Linked DNA regions of Ovis aries: region 1 is linked to region 2. Evidence: chromatin contacts called from public Hi-C data. All regions are on one chromosome and are shown on one strand. Each heading gives the region's core, a stretch centred on a gene start, on an enhancer-like site or on the middle of the called end of the contact. The rest is flanking DNA. Distances are from core to core; before and after follow the strand shown. Region 1 holds the start of CREB5 (cAMP responsive element binding protein 5). Region 2 overlaps CREB5 (cAMP responsive element binding protein 5).

Region 1 (5,398 bases), core at 129-2,628, 240 kb before region 2:
CAAAGCTCCAATCCTTAGCAAAGGTTCTAACCACCAATAACCCATGAGAAGGGAAAACAACCTTGGTTCTAGAAGAGCCCAGTTGGGATTTGAGGTTTGAAAACAGGATTTGGGGTGGTGCCAGTGCCACCACTTACTCAAGCAGCTTCAGGCCAGCTCCCTAACCTTGTGGATTTTGCCTTGGCTCACCTGTAAAATGGGGATAATGATAACGCTTGCCCTCCTTGTGCTGGTTGTGAGAATCAAGGGAGTTCCACGTGGGTGTGAAGGCTTTGTACACTGTGAGCTGCGGCAGGGATGACAGTGGTGGTCTGGGGTGGCTAGGATCCACTGGAAATTACTCTATGCCTTCTCTATGAGTCTGGCTCACTGAAAGAACATCTGAATGGAAGTCAAGCCGAGGATAGTGATGGGGAGGGTGTCTTGGCTGATCCTGAAAGCTCCAGGCTCCTTCTCTCCCGGAGCTGTGGGGAAGGTACTGCAGACCAGGGGCTCTTTCCCTCCCTTTGGCTCCTGCTCTGCCACTTGTCAGCCGGGGAGCTTGGGCAAGTTACAGACGAGGCTCTGGAATGATCGCCAACGGCCCTTCCGGCTCTGACGCTGAGTCTAAATCAGGCTCATCACTTGGCTCTAGCCGTGATACACCTTTCCCTTCCAGGAGTAACTCTTTTTCCAGCTCTTAGACTCGAGAAGCAGGGGTCTTGGAAAGGGTGGGGGCAGTGTATTCCACATGAGTTTGCACAATAAAGAAGTTATTTCCTTGGAAGTGAGCTGGAGAGGGGCGGGGGCGGGAGGTGAAAAGGGGTGTCCAGTGAGTGCTCTGAAAAGCCAGGATGCAGGGAACACTGTAATGAGGTCATGACTGTCGCAGCAAAACGGAGCTGGACATCTGCTGGTGGGGGAAGGGGGAGCGTCCCGCATTTCTGTTCGGAGACAGTCTCTTCCCTGCGCTCTTCGGCACCCCTCTCCACCTCGCCCCATCCCCACACCTTTTTAAATGCTACCAGGCCCTACTCACGGGAGGGCCCGTGTCCCTGCCTCCTCCGTGGTCCTTTCTGAAACCTTGAGGATTGTTTCCAAGCTGACTCACACCACTAAAGTCAGGGAGCCGTGTCACACGGCGCTGGGCTCTGCAAGCTGTTGCTTGCGCGGTCGCCGCTGCCGCCGCCGCTTCCCCGCGGGTGCACCAGGGTCCGCTCGTGGCGCGGGAGCGGGGCGGGGCTGGGGCGGAGCCCGCCCCCTCGGCGCGACGGCCCCGCCCCTCCCTTCCTCCCTCCCCCACGGACCGCAATGATTTAGAAGTTCAGGAATCCCACGTGACGTCACCGGGGGGGTGATGTAATGCACTCTAAATAGAATGTATTGTAATCTTTGCTCAGTCCAACGTGGTCCCTTCACCCGGGCTCTGCTCTTGCCTTCTCCACACTTGTTTGGTAAGTTCCTAAAAATACGGCTAGGCCACTTCTGGGGCTTTTGCATTTAGTCACTTTTGTTGCACTTGCCGCGGGAGCCGTCTCGGGAGTGTAGTTGTTTGCAGGGGTTGGTTCTCGGCAGCAGCCGCGAGGTTACTTGGTCCAGTGGGCAGGTCGCAGGGCAAGGAGTAGGGAAGATGCGATGCATTTTCTTTTTGGAGGATGATCTGTGTTTGTAAACACTTTGACGGACCAGAGGGAAGTCAGGCCCCAAATACTGGTGGATTGTGGAATCAGCCGTGTCCTGAGGCTACCCCAGAGACCCCACGCCGTGTCCGTCCCGGAGCGCGTCTTGGTGGCCGCCGCGCCGTGCGACTGGAGGGATGCTAACGTGGAGCGAGCGCCGTGTCCGCCCCAGCGTGCGTGCGTGTGTAGGAGCGCGCGTGTGTTTCCCTGACACGGGGAACAGTTATGAATCGGGGGTGTGTGTTTGCCTCCAGAGACCTGGCAAGGTGCGGAACCCTCCAGAAGTGCGGTCAAGCGGCGGCAGAGGCGGCAGCAGCGGAGACGGCGAGACAGGAACCTCCCCCCCGCGTCCCCAACTTCCCTGTGATGCGGCGGAACCCCCGGAGAAAGTTTGCAAACTTCCAGCGGGCGCGGCGAGGACGCCGGGTCACCTAGGGGGCGGACGGGCGGGCGCACTGGGGGCTAGCTCCCTCCCGGGCCCCAAGCCTGCTGCTGCCACCTTTTGCAGGGCTGCCCACCGCAGGTGGTGGGCGCGCGCGCCAGGGAATGAGGGGGCCATCACCCTCGGAGGGCACTTGCCTTTCACTGCAGGCGTGGAAGGCTCGACAGTGGCGAGGCTCTCCTCGTCTTCACTCCTGCAGCCGCCTCTTGCCTCTGTCCGGTTCTCGTTGGCATCGTTACCTCTTCCCCGCCGCTGCCCCAAATGACAGCTCCCGCCTTCGACGCGGCTGCAGTTCTCAGAGCACGGCGGCGGAGCCTTCCTCTCCACCAGATTCTCCACGGAATAACTCAAAACTTTTCACGACGTTCTTAGAGGGGCAAGACTCACGAAGGAACCAAGGAGATGTTTTCTCCCGGCGGCTGCATCCCGCTTTTCCTTTGCCACAGATTTATTTCTGGGGTGGGGGTTGAGTATCTGGTAGATAAAGATCTTGTCCACCCTAACTTTCCCTGAACAAGTGCCGCCCCCACTTGAGACTTGTTCAAGGCCTGGAACTGAAGTGGGCTACTTGTATATTTCGTTGTCAGAGTCTACAGAGTGTTTGATTTTTATTTTTCCCTCCTTCTCTGACATGTGTCAAGGAATAAAGGCTGGATACAGGTCCATTACGTCATTCTGCAGACCAATAAGTGTTTGATTAACAGCTTCAGATACTCAAGGGTTGGGGGCCTTAGAAGTGCTGACAAGGCAAGGCTTTCCATCCCCAACCCCCAACATACTCGTACAATCTCTGATTCCCTGGGCATCGTTATTGCCCTCTCCTCCCGGATCCCTCCTTCTCCACCCGCTCTACCGCCCACACCGTTATCACTCTGGCCCCGCCTCCGCCTTTGACTGCTTTCCCTGGGGCGATCACAGTCCCTGGAGTGTGGGTGAGAGCTTCTGGTGGCTGAGGGAGCGCAGTACCTGATCGACGCACACACAATCTGCCCTTTTCTATTATTTAAGAAAGGCACCAGTGAACCCTCTTCTCCAGGGCAAACTGCTCAACTCTGATAGAAAAGGCGTCTCAGGAAATGTTTAGAGACACTATGATAGTACCGTGTCCCTGTGGTGACTTAGGAAAACAACACACTCACTGTTAAGCAAAGTACTTAATTTTACACAGCGCCTTCCTCAGACAGACCGGTTTTCCGAAGAGGGATGGCTGAGGGTGCTGACTAAATCAAATTTGGCTGGAAGGCTCGAGATTAAACGTTTCATTTCCAAAGTGAGGGAATGTAAGTCGTTGAACTCAAAATATCGTACAATAGAGTGGTGCATGGGTTACTTTTTTTCTCTTAACATTAACTTTCTGTATTTAAATAGAAAGTTAAATACGTACGTCATTGAATTGAGTCAGAATCCCCGTTTCTGGCAGTTGAATAAAAATACTGTATATGACATGTTTAAGGGATAAAAGTAAAAAGAACTCCGGGTGGGGTGGGGGTGGGGCTGCAGTGTAGCAGAAATTAAATAAAAGATTTCTTAACAGGCTTTTGAATAGAGGGGGTGCAGAAGAGCTGAGTGCTCTCTGGTTTGAAGCTGGTGAAAGCTAAATACAGGAAAATTTATATTCTGAGTATGTGGGAATTTCTTGAAGAACACATGTTTTGTTATAATCAGATCTACTTTCTTCAGAGTGAAAGCCATGCTGTAGAGTAGGCATTTGTGAAACTCATGTCTGGAGTCTAATTGACATCATTCCCCAAGTTTGTGGCAGTATTTATTATTTATTCACATCTAGAGATGAAATAGTATGACCCCACACACAATACATGTGCATCTGAAATGTTAAAACTTCTTGTTTGTGATGCATACATAGACCTAAAGGGGAAAATGGCCCGGGTCACCAGCACTGGAGAGTGTGATTAATGATCAGTGATTTAGTGATCAGTGATTAGTGGTTTTATTCAAACTGTTACCTCTGACCAGAAGCACACATCAGAGGATTAACAGGCTCTTTAGATAAATGCTCATTAGTGGAAGGGGAAAAGCACAGATAATAGGCATGCACCCAGGGACAACTTTCGAAGAAAATCATTCCCCGTCTTCAGAATAATAAGCTCTATTAACAGAAAGCCCTTTTAATTTAAAACTTGCTTTTATCTTGTAAATCAAAGTTAGATGTAAAAGTTTGTAGTGCCATTATAACCTAAATTTTCCCATATCCACTAGATGTGGATTATCTCAGTAGCGATATATTTTTTTATTTAAATAAACAATTGGACCTTTAGAGCAGCTGAACCCTGACAAGTCCTTAAGTCCCAGAGTTTGAAGGTGTCCCCCCTTTTAGAATGGAGAGTGCAGCTTGCTAACTAGATGGCGCAGTGTTATTTGGTGTTCTGTGCTGTGTCGTGCAGGAGTCTAAAGGAGCAAGTAGCTGCTTGCGAAGTGTTCTTCAACACTTCCAACAAAGTTGATTCTGTGTAGGGTTGGAGGCTAGACAGTTCTACAAGTTTTTAGTCACATTTTCCATGTCAGTTAAATCTGGGGAGTTCAAGGCTACTGGAAAAGTTAGTCTCATTACTAAAAGAAACTTAGAACCAGAAAGAAGAGGAGATTCGGGAGTCCAGGAGGTACCTGTGGATTGCAGAAGTGATTGTAAAATACCAGACCTGTTCTTTTTTTTCTTTTTTTTTTTCTTTTACTAAGAGCTGGTTTCTCAGTGTTGTGGTCTGAATTACTGAGGCAAATACTTAAAGCTTTATTTTCTTCCTAATCTTGCTGGTGAAAAAGAATTTACTAGAAAGAAAGGAAGGAAAAACTTGATTTGGTGGCTGCAGAAAGCAACACGGTGTTGATTTTATTCTACAGATAATGGTAAGATGATGTTTATTATGCTTATTAAGGAGAAAGGGAACTTTGTAGTTGGTTCCAGGAGAACCATCTTGTATTTTCATAGATGAGATTCGTAAGTGGAATTCTTATTTTACACTGACTTTTAATGTTGCTGTTGTAGTTTCCTGAGACTTGATAACATTTGATTGGAAGCTTGTGTGTGTTTGTGTGTGTGAATAAGACCATTATTTCCTGGGTAAAATAATGTTTGTGAGCATGGGCACTGCAGTAAGGGAGCTACGAAACATGTGAAATGATATGCCAGGTAAGAATGCACTTTCCCCCTAAGATTTCATGAATCACTTCAGTAGCTACTTAAGTTTTAATTTAAAAAGAAACCTAAAAATTAAAAATAAAACAAAAACCATCCTAGATGAGTATTCCCTGAAGAAGGATGCTGTTGATGGAATATCAGCTA
Region 2 (5,730 bases), core at 321-2,820:
AGCTCAGTGGAGTAGTAAATGCCAAGTCTCTGATTTATACTCTGTTATTGAAGTAGCAGAAATAGAAGGGAACTTCTCTTTGGAAATGCCCAAAATCACGATTCCTGAACCATTTATGCTAATATTGTTGAGGTCTTTGTTTTGGAGCCATCTGATGAGAAAAGCTACCTTGGAAGGAATTTCTTTAATTTCTTCAATGACTAAGTTCATTTGGAAGAAGTAGTTTCATTTATACCAAGTGTATTAGTGAACAGTGTTACAAAAGAATCCTACTATTAAAGGGAGCATTTTAAAGCCCACTTTCCCTATGAAGTCACATCCATCAAGATCATGTCTTGGTATCTCTAGATTTTCCCACAGGCCTGGTACCTAATAAAGATCATGATTGTCTCCAGAAGGAATCATCTTTAGATGATGAAGGTGTTCACAGGGTAAAAGTTTCTAACTACAATTTATACTTCATCTTATGGGGATACTAAGAACCATATGGGCTTCCCTGGTGGCTCAGATGGGAAAGAATCTACCTGCAATGCAGGAGACAAGGGTTCCATCCCTGGCCTGGGAAGATCCCCTGAAGAAGGGAATAGCAACTCCCTCCAGTATTCTTGCCTAGAAAATCCCATGGATGGAGGAGCCTGGTGGGCTACAGTCCATGGGGTCACAAAGAGTCAGATATAACTGAGTGACTATAAAACAAACACAAACAAACCATACATCTAGAAAATGCCTATTCCATTCGCTTTTCCATACCTGGCCCCAGGCTCCTCCCTTGTGACCCCCTCATTGGCATCCAGAGCCATCATGGTGAAGAGGAAGGAGGCCACAGATTAACCTGCATTTAAGAATATGCCTATCCAGTCAGCCACTTTTGAGACAAGAGGTATCTGTAAAAGATTGCCTGTCCTCTGCCATAGAAATGCTGTTGACGAAAGAGAGAATCAAATAAAAAAAAAGAGAATGAAATGAAAATCTGTGATCCAGTTGCTTTTGAAGATGAAGGAATGCTTGCTGGCATTAACATTTTACAAAACCAATGAGAAGTCCCTAGAATTAATTTTATCTAAAATCTAGTCCCAAATTTGGAATTGAATGCTAATCGAAAAAGTTATATTAAATGACTATTTCCAAAATAATTTCAGAATGACGTGGACATTTCCACATGCCTAATATGGCAGCATCTCCCAAGGGCCCTCAGAGCTGAGTGGCCTTGGAATTGTGTAGTGAGACTAGAGCAGCCCCTAGAGATGTCCAGACTAGGATTAGTCAGAATCTAATCCAGGCTTGGCTGGCCCTGGAGATTCAGAGGGGTCACAGGGAATCCTGCGTCTCTGGTAGAATAATGTTTGCCTTGTCAGGCAGTGTGTAAAAAACTATTGGCATGCAGGGTTACAGATAAATGCCAAGAGCCAGAAAGTTTGGGTTATGATGGTTATGAACAAAGGAAAGTATTTACAATATCCCTTTTTCCCCAAAATAGATTCTAAACACTCTACAAGCACAATGGAATGCATCCATTCATTTCTAAATGGGTCGTCTCCTACCCCCATGTTTAGGTCATAGCTATTTCTAGACTTTCATGTGACAAGACCTTCACAGACCAAATTCAGTAGTGTCACCTTCTGAACCAAGTAGCTGCATATACTGTGGTTTTCCCTTGTTTATTTTGCCTTGTTTTGTTTTACACAGCCTGTATCACTAGTGTCCCAATCAAGGTCAGCAGATTGAATTCAACCCCATTCATTTAAACGAGCGATAGATTCATGCCAGCACCATGATCTCACCACCCTGAGTAGCAGAATGTGGCCATGCAGTGAGCTGAAGTCAGTCTTCCAGACGCAAGTGTTCAGTGTGACCCTGAAACCACACCTGGAAGACAGGATGGTGTCGTCATACCAGCATGCATTCTGACTTCAGCTTCATTTATTAAGGGCAACATGTATCCGGAGGTGAAAGAAAAACTTGAAATGGTTGATGTATTGTTATAATTGAGGAAGTGCCAGTAATTCAGATAAACGATATCAATGGAGAAGATTCATCCAAACACCAGCGTGGAATTTCCTGATATTTGCTGCCAATTTGCTATCAAGTAGATGGTTAGGAAGTCTCAGGTGGATGCTAATCACACAAGGGCCAAAAAGAATCTTATTATGAGGGTGGAGGTCAGCGATGAACATTGTGATATGACGTCATATGCCTTGCAGCGCAGCTCTTTGCAATGTGCCAGGTTGGAGATCAGTGTGCAGGCAATGTTGAATGTTCCCTGTGAGTGAAACTCCGGGGAGGAGAGAGTGGCAAGTTCCCCTCGTCGCCAGGTGAACTCTGATACACATAAACAGATTATCTCTCTTCTCTCTCTCTCACACACACAGCCTTCCTCTCTCCAATTATATGTCCCCTTAAAGATGTTCATTATAGCAGTCACAGTGGAAGGAAAAGAAAACTCTTGCCAACTTGTAACCATCAGACCTGCCTGCTAGTGCAGCTGTTTACAAGACTATGAAGAGGTACTCAAGCAATGAAGGGGCACCCAGAGAGGAAGGAGACTGTACCATCTTGTAACGACTACAGCTGAAGAGAGCAGAATTGTAACTGGCATTTCTTAAAATTGTATTATGTCTGCTGAGTGTTTTATATACATTTTCTTAGTTAATTATGAATGATATCAGTGTCTTAAGGTAGGGACTGTATTTCCATTTTACAGATGAAGAAACTGAGGCTGAGATGTTTAATGACACTCACAAATCCCACTCTAAACCACTGTGTAATATAAGCCAAAATAGGAGTGTATAGAATGGCAACTTGTTGTTCTGTACCAAATGCAGTCTGTACTTATATATGTATGAATATGAATGGCTTATCATATGTTAGGCCTGAGCATGCCCAAGATCCCATAGATGGACACTTGCACACTCTTACACTGGTGGTCCTGTTACCAAATATTTTGACCTTGTGGTAGCCTCTGGTCATATTCTAATATTTTTAGCTAAAGTTATAATAAAGAAATCTTTCTACTTCAAAATAGCCTTGCAGATCAAACTCTGGACAATCTGAAATGTCACTTCCCTGTTTGGCGAGGGTTAAATGGTTGTCTCAGGCCAGTGTTTAGTTCACATTCTATAAATGGCTCTTACTCCTTGATCTGAGTCACTGTATGTATTACAGCAAAGTCACTTACAGATCAATTTATTTTTAGCATCTTAAAGAAACAGATTCAACAGGGAGTGTTTGTCAGACCACAGGGTAACTCGAAGGAAAACTTATCTTGGTGAGGAACTTTCTTTCTTCTTGATTCCTCTGCCTACAGCTCTCTGCTTGTGCTAGGCCTTTGCATATTGTATTAAAATGTTTTAAATTATTTAAATAGTAGACTGGCAGAACTTTATGCCAATATCTTACATAGTAGAGAAGTTTTGTGATGTGCAAGTGGCAGAGCCTTTTGCATTTTAAGGAAAAGAATGTTGGGAAATAAAGAGTACAATTACCTACCTTTCAACTTTGTAATAGAAATTTTCTCTAAGGTGAAAACCCAGGAATATGACTAAGCACAATGATGGTAATGATAATGGTGATGATGCTGGTGATGGTGATGAGGGTAGTGAGTGAGGACGTTGATAAGCACCACCACCTTTAGGAGAGATTCTGGATCCATCCATTAAATAAATACGGCATGCTGCCCTCTACAGGTATGCAGTCTAAACCATATAGTATTAAAATCGCACAAATGGGTAAAGCAATCTCAATTACACAGACCAGTGAATACATGCAAGCTGAATATTAAAGCCAGTGAAATAAGTAAAACCTTTATGCTCTACAGGTCTAATTTGTATAAATTCTGAAGCCAAAGAAGAAGCAAGGATTTAGTAATTCATTTATTTTACATTTCTCTTCTGAGTTTTTGAATGTGTGTATATGAGGCCAATGGCAGAAGCAAGAAAGACCAACTGGGAGTTCATGGACACTTGAAAAAGTGTCTGCTATCATAATTTTCTGCTGACAGTTGAAAAAGCTAATTGTCCTCTGGTTTGGTTAAGACATGTTATTTATGGATAAGGTATTTAATGGTAGTTAATGAACAATTAATGAATAACAATAGGTCTAGAAACATTACATTTGTTTGTATTTCAAAAAGTTTGGCTTTTATATCACATTCAACCAACATTTTTAGAAACTAACAGGCTTTGGGGAAAAAAAGAAAAAGAGGGTCTGCCTGGCTCCATCTCTACCCTTCTACTTCTGCCGCACCCCTGTCAATACTCTTGTTATTTTAGTATCTGAATTGAACATTTTCCTTAATTTACCCTTTACTCTTCCTTGCTGGGGATATGAACCAACAGAGGAAAAACTGCTAGGCAAAGAATCTTTAGAACTGATTTCTTATACTCACCTTCCACCCTTGAGTTTAGTTTAAGTTTGTTCATTCTGATCACTGAACTGTTCTTAATGTTATTTATTTCCTCTAAAAGGAAGGGCTGTCTCACTGGGGCTGAGAACCTATGAGCCTGGTCTTTTTGGGAGTTTGCCATGCAGGCCAATGAGTGCATAGAGCAGTGGTGATGAGCATCAGCTGTAGAGCAATCCTGGGCTCGTGTCTAGCTTCCTTCACTTACCTGCTGGGTGCTTGTGGGGCCAGTTATAGAATGTCTCTGAGCCTCAATTTCCCATCAGCAAATGAGTACAATAATATCTACCTCAGAGGAGGTGGGGAGGATTTTAAAATACACTACAAGATGAAGCATTTTGTAAGCATCATCTTTTTTCATTCCCATGACCACCTTGTAAGGAAGAGGCTACTATCACCCCAACTTACAGAATGAGGAAATACAGCTTAAGGAGGTTATGAATGAGGTTAAATAAATGAATCCAAGTTACAGGTCTGGTAGATGTGGAGCTGGATTCAAGCCCAGGTTGAGACCATGTTTTTGACCTCTGGGTCATTCTGTCAGATATCCGTATCCATTTTCCCCACACATGTTACTAGGATGCTAAAAAGAGTGAGTTCCACTTCACTCTTGAAGTCAGTCCTCTCCCCCATCATTCTGATTTCTTGCCAGGCTCTGGTCTCTCCAACAGCAAGCAGTACAGATGAGAAGAGTCAGTCTCTGCCACCTACAGTCTCAGTGCTTGGTAGACATGGAAGAAGCTACTAAAAAATTCACTCTACCCTGTGCCTCTCAGAGTTGACTTATATAGTCAAAAAGAAGGGGATCCTTGTTAGTGGCTAGCGTTAAAATCCCAAAGCACAGTCAGCCAAAACCTTATCCAGATGCAAGTGTGTGGTCACTGGTCATGCATTTCTGTTTGCTGAATTCCATACAACCCAGGCAACTGCCTTGCCTCGCTGAAGATCCACTGGGGAAAAAAGTTATGTGCACTAGTATGAAAAAACATGCAAGCCGAGTTCTCCGTCATTGTCAGGAATGTTTGGAACAGCCGTGTTTATTCCACGGCCTCCATCCGTGGTAAAGGTGCCATCAGTTCTCGTGGGGGAAAACCCAACCCAGAGCTTTCTTACTGGCTGCTCATTCTGTTAAAATGACGTCGCTTTGTAGAGGACCATCTATTACAATCAAAACAATTTTGTGGATGATTAAAGTACATGCATTTTAGTGAAATAACTACTGCTAGAGTCTTTTGGACGGTTGTTAGACTAAAAATGCATATAACTTGTCCATAAGTACCATATGCTCCTTTTCTTCACCTAATTTCTCACATCCTCTGAGGAAATTTTAC

Evidence for each region. Hi-C and Micro-C count contacts between places; a contact is called where the count stands out from the background.
Region 1: a Hi-C map of muscle shows a contact between it and region 2, with 2.7 times the contacts expected there. The contact joins the promoter of CREB5 here to the enhancer-like site in region 2. A contact is called at or near these places in 4 of 16 Hi-C or Micro-C datasets (mesenteric adipose tissue, muscle and tail adipose tissue).

Annotation. Positions count from the first base shown.
Region 1 is chr4:69,304,794-69,310,191 of ARS-UI_Ramb_v3.0, reverse strand. It overlaps CREB5 (cAMP responsive element binding protein 5), which reads left to right and starts at 1,378. Exons shown (of 10, transcript XM_060415034.1): 1 at 1,378-1,433.
Region 2 is chr4:69,062,756-69,068,485 of ARS-UI_Ramb_v3.0, reverse strand. All of the region lies in intron 4 of CREB5 (cAMP responsive element binding protein 5), which reads left to right. Among named protein-coding and RNA genes, the nearest start is that of CREB5, 240 kb to the left of the region's middle. Within about 2 kb of position 1,570, at least 10 of the 54 cell types and tissues checked have an H3K27ac peak or open chromatin away from gene starts, as enhancers often do. A contact at or near this core is called in muscle, where this site is marked.